Regions from separate parts of the Ovis aries genome. Here region 2 is linked to region 1. The links are chromatin contacts, called in public Hi-C maps. All regions are on one chromosome and are shown on one strand. The core of a region is the stretch at or near the end of the contact, and the rest is flanking DNA. Distances in the headings are between cores, read along the strand shown.

Evidence for each region. A called contact is a pair of places that touch in the nucleus more often than the background predicts.
Region 2: a Hi-C map of liver shows a contact between it and region 1, with 2.5 times the contacts expected there. The contact joins the promoter of CDK5RAP3 here to the enhancer-like site in region 1. A contact is called at or near these places in 9 of 16 Hi-C or Micro-C datasets (hypothalamus, liver, mixed tissues and 5 more).

What each region holds. Positions count from the first base shown.
Region 1 is chr11:38,190,426-38,195,755 of ARS-UI_Ramb_v3.0, reverse strand. No RefSeq gene overlaps it. Among named protein-coding and RNA genes, the nearest start is that of MIR152, 17 kb to the right of the region's middle. Within about 2 kb of position 1,640, at least 4 of the 54 cell types and tissues checked have an H3K27ac peak or open chromatin away from gene starts, as enhancers often do. A contact at or near this core is called in liver, where this site is marked.
Region 2 is chr11:38,228,059-38,232,983 of ARS-UI_Ramb_v3.0, reverse strand. CDK5RAP3 (CDK5 regulatory subunit associated protein 3) reads left to right here and starts at 2,808. Exons shown (of 13, transcript XM_060394857.1): 1 at 2,808-2,834; 2 at 3,058-3,103; 3 at 4,814-4,925. The coding sequence starts at 2,829.

The sequences.
Region 1 (5,330 bases), core at 391-2,890:
CTTTGAGCCTTGTGACAAGATCCCAAACATCCCTGGCTTAAGGACAAACAGGGTAATAACAGCAGCCACAGGAAGAAGAGGACATCGGGGCTGGGGTGAGGCCTACATGGAAGCAGGGCTAAACATGTGGGGCAGGGTGAGGATGCCACCTTCCAGGCTGGCTCACCAGCCAGGAAATCCAACGGGCTTAGAGCAAAAAATAATTTTGCTTTAAGGGAAGGGGCCCTTTGGAGTGATAAGTGTTAAAGTCCTCATCTAGGCCTGGGAAAGCTCGCTCCAACACTGCTACAGCATCCAAAATGCCAGTCTCCCCCCACGACACCCCTCGCCCGGTGTGTTTGCTGTGAAGTCCTGAGCAGCGCCAATGAATGAGGAGAAATGCTACTTTGGGCTCTCTCTGTGCTCTCCCTCCTGTCTACCAGAAATCCACGTTTAAGTCATGGGGCCTTCAAAGATCGAGCCAATCCTTCATTTTACAGGTGAGGAAACAGAGACCCGGACAGAGAGCATAACTGGCCGGAGACCCACAGCTCACACAGTGGATGCGGCTTCCCTTTCTGCTGTGAGGCCGCTGTGGCCCCTCCCTTTCCCCTTGCTGAGGCCACTGCCTGGGAGACTGGTTTCCAAGAGGCACAGGCAGAATCCCAAAAATCTCAGGCCTTTCTAAGCCCAATGTCACCCTGTCTCCTGAAGGCCTGTCACCTGAAGGCGCTCCACTGAAGTGACAGTTCCCGCCGGCCTGCTAGCTCAGGGCCCCTCTGGGGGGCGGGGGGTGGCCAGGGAGCTTTTGTGGGCCCTCCCTCAGCCGATTGTCTGCAGCTCTGTCATTGTCTGTCTGTCACTCAGAAGCGAACCAGTGGGGGGAAGAGGTCAGGCTGGTTGGTGGACAGGGAGAAAGAGGCCTGTCCCTCTCAGAGAAGGGTGGGGAAGATGGGGGGCAAGGCAGCTTATTCAACTGGCTCATCCCACCCCCTCTACCCGCCTTGGCTCCCCTAGGAAATTCCAGGCTTTGCTCATTTAGGACCAGGGCAGCAACTGTCCACAAAGACCCATCTCTTCTTGCCATGTGAAATCTTGAATGCCCACTGGAGATCTGCTCCCTTGCCCTGCCCTGTCTAGAAGGGGCTGCAAAGGCATCTAATTCAAACCTACTTGGAAAGGGGTCTCCTCGTGGCCCCCACTCCACACGACCACCTTCTTGACACTCCTGTGCTTGCCTGTGTCCCTGTCCCCATCTGCCTCATCAGATCCCCCAGGTTCCACCCACCCTCACCCCCCCTCCCCCCCGTAATCCCACCCAGATCCCTCCCCTCCAGAGCCCCTGTTCTCAGACTGCCCTGGCTTCCACTTTACACTGCTGTCTCCCCAGATTGTACGGTTTCCAGTCTCCCCTTGCTCCCCCTGCACACAAATCTACCTCCCCAGATTCAACTGTTTTCAGGCTTCTCTCTCTCTCTGCCCTCTGTACACGAACTATCTCTCCAGATCCTGCTGTTTCCAGGTTCCCCCATGTTTCTCCGGTACACAAATTGGCCTCCCTGGGTTCGGCAGTTTCCAGAACCCCCTTGCTCTCTCACTAGGCAGTCCCATTTCCCTAGATTCAGCTGTTTTCAGGCTCCCCTCATTTGCCCTGTACACAGATTCCTCTCCCAGGTTCTGCTGTTTCCAGGCTCCCCGACTTCCCTTGTACACGGATCAGTCCCTAGCTTATGTTGATCCCAGCTGCCTAAGAGATTGTGTAGGTTTACGGAGTGGAAGGAAAAAGAAAGTCAGAAAGAGAAGGAAGAGAAAGATTGTCATCAGGGAAACTCCTTATCTCTCTGGTCACCCAGAGCTCTAAGCAACTTGTACGCAGTAGACTCTGAGCCTGGGACTCCCTTGAGCTGATCTGCGCTGGGACACCCCAAGTCCCCCTTCCCTGCTGCTGCCCAGGGTCTCAGCTTTAAGCTAAGCCTCCTCTGGAGGGCCCCTTCTTGGAGAGGGTGCTTGTGCACACAGGAGGCAGGGCCTACAAGAGCCTTACCAAGTCTTGGGCTGTCTCTCAGCCCCGGGCCCCTGTCTCTCCCCTGCTACTTCCTTCTTGCCTTCCTAGGCCCTCTGTCTCTTTCTCACCAGCTACACCTAGGCTTCTCTCACCTTATTCAGCTAGAACTTAAAGGATGCTCCAAATGCAGCCTGAGGATAAAAGGTGTTCAAAGCTAGAGACCCACACTTTTTTCCTTTCATTTTTTCAGGATGAAGTAGTATTAGTCTCGGGTCCTAGAAATTCATTATGTGCCTGGACCAGCATCCTGGCATGCTTCTACAGCCTTCCTAAACACTTGTGTTTCATCCTTGTGACATACAAGATGCCCTACATCCTAATCCTCACAGAGGGGAGGGGAGGGGCTGATGGCTCTGTTCTTCAGGTCTTTCCAGGGCTCTTACCTTCTCTGATTCACTTCAATCGTGCCCCCAAAGCTTCTGGAATCTGGGGAGGTGTGTCTGTTCTCCATCTCCTTCCCCCACCCACATACCCAGTAGCCCCATCCCCGGCCATTTTGTCGGTCACAATGCCCCAACTTGCTGGCTCCACTAAACTTTCTGGGTTCACTGGGGAGCAAACAGGAAGACAGGGCAGGTCCAGGGTAGTGCTCTCACAGAAGAGAGAACTTTATTGAAAGTGAAGCCCACAGGTTTCCGACCTCTCTGCTTCTGCTCCCAGGACCCCGCGAGTGGCTTCAGTTTCCCCGCCTGTCAAGCAGGGCTGACACGCCTGCCTACCTCACAGAGGTTGGGATCGCAAAATAAATTACATATGTGAAGAAAACAGAATTCTTTTACAGAACCTGACAAGTGTGAGCTATTTACCTGAGTCCTATTTAAAGAAACCTGTACAAGGAGCTATTTTGTATTTTGTATATAAACTCTCCTTCCTTTCTTTGAAAGGAAACAAAGTTGATGACACTCATTTATTAATTTCATTATTTAAAAAAAAACACTATTGGGGATTTCTCTGGTGGTCCAGTGATTAGGACTCCAAATTGCCAATGCAGGGTGCGTGGGTTCAATTGCTGGTTGCTGCTAAGTCACTTCAGTCGTGTCCGACTCTGTGCGACCCCATAGATGGCAGCCCACCAGGCTCCCCTGTCCCGGGATTCTCCAGGCAAGAACGCTGGAGTGGGTTGCCATTTCCTTCTCCAATGCATGAAAGTGAAAAGTGAAAGTGAAGTCGTATCTGACTTGTAGCAACGCCATGGACTGCAGCCTACCAGGCTCCTCCGTCCATGGGATTTTCCAGGCAAGAGTACTGCGGTGGGGTGCCATTGCCTTCTCCGATCGCTAGTAAGGGAACTAAAATCCTACATGCCCCACGGCACAGCCAAAAAATTTAAGAAGTAGAACTAAAACCACCACTATCGGGGATTCCCTGGAGTTGGAGTTATTGTACTTAGAAACTGTACAACCTACCTACGGACAGGTGTCAATACTCACTGAAATGTAGACTTAAAATTTGTGAATTTCAGTGTGTGTAAATTATATCTCAATAAATCTGGTTGAAAATGTGCAAAGAAAACCTGTATTGGGGTTTTGAATCCAGAAGCCCTGTTTTTTTTATTTTGTTTTAATTGCCCAGGAAGGCACTCCTTGTTGTGGGAATTCTGTGTATAAATGTTAGATTTGGGGGCTCTGCAGAGAGCACAAGGATACGGAGAGGTAAGCAGGGTTTCAGGGAACCCTTACTGCTGACCCAGCTCTGTCACTTCTTAGCTCTGTGACATTGACTAAATCATCTTTTGAGTTTCACTTTCCTCAGCTGTTCTTCTCCCAAAATCACCCAACTTCCTTTCCCTATCTCAAAGTTTAGGCTTTCTTCATTGTCTGAGCCCTTCAGCCCCCACCCCCAACTTCCAGCTGAATGGAGTCAAATCTGGGGTGTTGGACAAGAGGTCTGGTTTTGCGGACACTGTATTCATCAGGGGCCCTGTTTTCTCAGCATAACTGCCCCTAGTTCCTAGGGTCTCTCACCCTCTCATCCCTTCAAGGTCCGCCCACCCCACCGACAGGGGCCACGTTCTGCTCTGTGGTGGAGGGCATCTCTAGGAATGGACTGCAGAGCTCAGCTAGATCTGGTTCCTGCCGGCCTTTCCAAAGGCCTCATCTTGATCCCCGGCGGCCAGGAAGGAAGGATGTGGAGCTGGTCTTACGGCGCCATCTTCTGGACAGATCTGTGAGAGTTCATTTTACTTGCAGTCATTCAGAGAACACACAGCTATTTTTTTGGTTTTCAACGTTTTAAAAAATCTCACCCGCTTCCCCATAACCAAGTTCTGATTTCTGCCCTTTCTGAGCCATTTCTCAGGAGATACTGTACCAGGAGCCCTCTAACCTTCTGAACATAGGGCTGGATCCTCTGGAGGGGTAGTGGGTTAGGTGTGTGATTCTGCGACCCATGAATTGTAGCCTACCAGGCTTCTCTGTCCATGGAGTTTTTCAGGCAAGAATACTGGAATGGGTTGCCATTCTTTTCTCCAGGGGATCTTCCCAACTCAGGGATCGAACTGGGTCTCCTGCATTGCAGGCAGATTCTTTACCAGCTGAGCCACCAGGGAAGCTGGAGGGATAGGGATGATCCCTAATCCATCCAGACTCAGAGCAGCTGAGGCCGGTCTCTTTCAATCATTCTGTCAGTGAACCCATGTCTCCAAATATGTCCCCATATGTCCCCAACATACCCACCCCAGGAATCCCTGTCAATCACTAAGAAGCTGTTGCCTGGAGGCAGGGACATTGCCTTCATGACTTTCAAAGTTTTCTTCTATCCTCAGTTTCCCTGATTGAGGGCTCACTGCAGCCAGGAGAATAAGATGTGTATTTTCAATGCCTTAAAAATCAGGTGTCTGGACAAAGAAGCAGAAGCATCATATGACATAATGTTATATGTGGAATCTAGAAAGACTTGATGCAAACGAACTTATTTACAAAACAGAAACAGTCTCACAGACTTAGAGGATGAACTTAAAAGGTTGCCAGAGAGAATGATGAGGGGAAGGGATAGTTAGGGAGTTTGGGATGGACAGGTACAGACTGACACTGCTACATTTAAAATGAATAACCATCAAGGACCTACTGTGTAGTACAGGGAACTCCGCTCAATGTTCTGTGGAAGCCTGTATGGGAGGGAGTTTGGGTAAGAATGGATACATGTATATGTATGGCTGAGTCCCTTTGCTGCTCATCTGAAACCGTCACATCATGGTTAATAATCGACTATGCTCCAATACAAAATAAAAAGTTTAATTAAAAAGTCAGATGTTGGGATAAAGAGAAATTGTGGGCCTGGTCAAAAG
Region 2 (4,925 bases), core at 1,559-4,058, 36 kb before region 1:
CCATTTTTATGGAAGACTTTCAACTCCTTCTATAACAATAATGATTAATGTTTCATAGACACACAGAGAGTTTGCAAATAATGAGAAAAACAAATCTATGAAAGTATGTTGTAAACTATAAAGAGTTACATACATCTAGTGGGTTTGTTTATTTAAGCTTGTAAATAGAAATACCCTGAGATGGTCAGGATGTTTTATCTCCATGTGGAGGAAACCGTGGCTAGCAGAGAGCTTATCGAAATGGTCCAAGATTTCATTGGGCAGGAATCTAGGTCTTCTCACTGCCCTATCACATCACACAGTTCAATAAAAAATTTACTAAGCCCCAAGTGATGTTCTGGGCAGAGGTGGTAGGGGAGGTTGGTCACTTAAAATGACTCAGGCAGAGCCTCCTGGAGGAGCTAACAACCTGGAAGGGGAAGGGTGCCAAATGGCACATCCAGTCTTGTGAGATCCCCTGCCCACCCTCTCTCCTCTGCACTTCTGGACCCATCTCATGCTCTCCCTCAGCTTCAGCCACAACCTGGATGCGGATGAATCAGCCTACAGCTCTCCAAAGCTGTATCTTCAGCCCCCTGAACTCCAGAGCTGCAGACCCAAGTGCCTCTTGCATACTTCTCACAGGGGAGTCTCCCTGGGCCACCAGCCCCACAAGTTCAAAGCTGAGATGCCCTCCTCCTCACCCCCTGCAGGATGCTCAGTATCCTGCATCCCTGAATTAGGTGGGGCACTCCCACTCAACCACCTATGCGTCACCCTGTTGACCCACTCCCCACCCACACAGCCAACCAACTGCCAAGTCCTGTCCATTTTCCTCCAAACCATCTTTGAAATCCAGTCCTTCTCTTCCTCCTCATGCCTCTGTGTCAGGTCAAGCTCTAACTCTTGCATAATAACCTTTTAACAGTCTCCTTGCCTTCAGCCTTACCTCCCACGAATCCATCAGTCTCTGCAGTCAGTTTGTACAGGTCCCTCTTTGCCTCAAGCCTCAAAGCCTTGAAACCCTCCAGTGGTTCCTCTCTCCCTGCAGGGGTGAAGTCCAAGTTCCTTCCTGAGATGATATGATATGATACTACCCTTCTGCCTTTACAGTCCCTTCTCCAGCCACCCTCTGCCTCAAACATTTCACAGCACAGAAGCTGGCCTGTCTGAAGGGCCAGCTTCATAAGTGTGAGACCTATGCAGTTTATATATATATTTATTTATTTGGTTGCACTGGGTCTTTGTTGCTGCCCACAGGCTTTCTCTAGCTTCAAAGAGTGGTGGCTACTCTCTCCAGTTGTGGTGCAGGGGCTTCTCAATGTGGTAGCTTCTCTTGTTGCGAAGCTCAGGCTCTAGGCTCACAGGCTCAGTAGTTGTGGCTCCTGGGCTCTAGAGCACGGGCCCAGTAATTGTGACCCACAGGTTAGTTGCTCCGAGGCATGTGGCATCTTCCCAGACCAGGGATCAAATCCAGGTCCCCTGCAGTGTCAAGTGGATTCCTATCTACTGCACCATCAAGGAAGTCCAGTTCATATATTTTAACAAGGGCATTTTAATTATACACGGGACTCCCGTAGTTATCTTGCTAGTCTTTCCCGCCTGTTTTTCCCTGCACCTCGTTGCAAAGCCTGCAAAGCTTTGTACAGTCTACTCCAACCGGGAACACCACTCCCACATCTCCCTCTTTCTGCAGCTCTTCTTTTAACACTCAATTTAGGTGTTATCTTTGGGATGCCTCCTTTGACCCTCCTCCCTCCCCATCCCTGCCCTAATCACATAACACGTAGCAGGTGTTCAACACTTGTCTATTACATAAATTCAGTGAGAAGGTAATGTGCCAAAAAAGACTTTTAAACCATGATCCACGGTAAAGCGAGGCAAGTAGGGCGTTTCTAAAAAGACTCTTCTTGAGAGTCTCTTGGACTGCAAGGAGATCAAACCAGTCAATCCTAAAGGAAGTCAACCCTGACTATTCACTGGAAGGACTGATGCTGAAGCTGAAGCTCCAATACTTTGGCCACCTGATGCGAAGAGTTGACTCATTGGAAAAGACCTTGATGCTGGGAAATATTGGGGGCAGGAGGAGAAGGGGGCGACAGAGGATGAGATGGTTGGATGGCATCACCGACTCAATGGATATGAGTCTGAGCAAACTCCAGGGGATGGTTTACGACAGGGAAGCCTGGAGTGCTCCTATTCACGGGGTCGCAAAGAGTCGGATACGACTGAGCGTATCTAAACAACATCAAGTTATGGGCAGCATTATCACCATCTTCTACCCCACAAAGAACCACAATGCACTGGAATGTTTTCCTCTGGAATTGCATTTCTACTCTTGTATTCAAAATTTTTTCCCACTTATGTTCAAAATTAAAAAATGACATCATTAAAAAAATAAATAAATAAACAACATCAAGGACCTCTAGGTTCCTCAGTAGGCGCTAGGACCCTGTCGGCCGACTCGTTAATCTTTACGCAGAGGGCTCCGCGCCTGTCTGGCCGGGAGCGACTGGGATCAGCTCCAGGGCGCCGCCTGCTGGGATTCTGCAGCCTCTGCAGCCCTTTCCGGGCGCCCCAGCTCCTGCCAGGTCTTGAGCCCGCCTCGCGTCTCCCATTGGCTGGCTCCTCTTCTCCCGCCCTTCCCGGGCTCAGCCACTCGGAACCCCGGCGTGGGTGGGGCTTGAGGCCTGGGATGGAGCGCGCTTCCCGATTGGCTCTGAGGAAGGCGGTGACGTGGCCCGAGAAGACCCATCTGTGCCTAACCCGAGGCTCAGCCAGAACAGCCCTGGATTAGTGGTAGGCGGGGCGTGTCCCGGTCGGAGGCCGGAAACGGAAGTGGAGGAAAGATGCAGGTGGGGGAACAGCAGCTGGGGAAATGGGGGGCTGCCCTGGGGCCCCTGGGCTGAGTTCAGCCGGTCCTTTCCTGACATGCTTCCTCAGGCTCTCTCCGGGGGCGCCCTCCCCGGCCCGTTGTGCTGGCCCCACAGGGTGGCGGTTGGGGCGATGAAGTGAGCGCGCGAGCGGCTTGTCAGCTCGCAGCACTCACGCACCTTTCCCCGCCGTGTTTCCCGCCAGGACCATCAGCACGTGCCCATCGACATCCAGACCAGCAAGCTACTCGGTAGGAGGGGCGCCCCCGCTCACCTAGCTGTCAAGGGGAGACCTGGCCCCCTGGCCCTCTGTCACCAACAGCGGACCCGCCGACCACTCGCTCTGTTCTGTGCTCCCATCTGTGGCTGGACCTGCCTCAGTAAAAGGAGCGGGAAGGAACCATGCATAGAGTCTATACTTGACCTGTGTTTTCTATTTAAACGTATATAACATGTTGTCAGTCATGTATTTTAGGGACAGAGGAGAGTTGAAGGCTTGCCTTAAAGATGATCAGCTGCCGAATGGCAGATCTGAAGTTAGAACCTAAGTCTGTCAGGTTCCAGTATTGTATTACGCTGGAAAAAAAAACTTTCTTCCTTTTTATTTTTTCCTTTGACTTTAGGAGGAAAAGGCACGTAGGTCCAGTTGAAAAGAAAACCTTTTAATGGCCAGACCATCTCCCTGCTGTCTGTATCGCGTCTATATACCACCTCTCTAGTTCAGAGCCAGGGAAGGGCCTCTTCACTCTGACCCCTCTAGGGCAGTGCACAGCTCCTGGATTTTTAAATGGTCTTTGAATTAATTGTTTTGATGCCAGTTGTGTCATTAAGATGACATCTGTTTGACTGTGTCGTCCCTTTGCTTCCACTTCTGTGACATCTACATAATTTTTGTTTTTGGAGATTTTAGTGGAGTGCAGCAATGGGGATATAACTGATAACTAGTGTGGGCTCCCAGCATTTGACCAGTTAGCAGATTTCTTAACAAGGGCAAGGTGGCCACTTAGTGGAGCGTCTTTAACTTCATTTTGGATTTGTCCCAGCTCTTCAGGACCTGTACACTCTTGATGTATATGCTTGTTATTGGTCCTGAAAAGGACTGGTAAAAACCCAACCATTTATTGAGGGTTTATTCTATACCAAGTGCTGTTTTATGGGCTTAACATTATGAAAATGAAGACCACTACAATTCATTGAGCCCTTGCCATGCGCCAGGCATGATGTTCAGTGTTCTACCGTTTGTACTCAGTATATTTATCATGCCCATTTTACATGTAGAGAAACTGAGGCACAGAGAGGTTGAGAGACTTGCCCAAGAAAGTTGGTAATTAGAACCAGGACCAGCTGACCACAAAGTCTAGGTCTTAGCTCTCTCCTATGAGGAAATGTACATAGCTCTCATCCACCTATACCCTCAACTGAAAACAGATCTGGCCCAGAATCCAGGAGATCAGTCACACTGGTATCCATGTGTGCAGGATGGTGCTTCGCTGATAAGAGTAGACCAGTGTTATTTAGTCCTTAGGGGCTTTGCAGTTGTTCATTCATCTGGTATTTGGTGTAACCGACTTGTGTTTTTCATTGTCATGGTTAATCCCAGCCCTGAGAAAGTAGAAATTGAATGGCAGTAAGAAAGATATAATTATCCATGGAAGCAAAAATATCATGGAGAATTTAGAGTGGTCCAAAGTGTCACTTTGATGTCAGGACCAATTGAAAGCTTTCCTTTATCCTGTGTTGAGGCAGTTACTTTATAAAGTCACATTGTGGATAAAGTTAGGTTGCTGGAATCTGTTTAGCCCCAAGCATCCCTTTGAGCCTGTCTTCATTCCCATCTTCCCGTGACCCCCACACCTTAACCAATATGAGTACAACTTTTAGCCAATGCCTTAGCATATTTCACTTGAATCAGTGATGCAGTTTTGGCCATGGGAATGCTATGATTTGGGTTTCTGCTATAGACTGGCTGGTAGATAGAAGGCACTGCAACCTGAAATGGCAGAGTCTAGTATTGACCATCCGAGAGAAGATCAATGCCGCCATCCAGGACATGCCAGAGAGCCAAGAGATCGC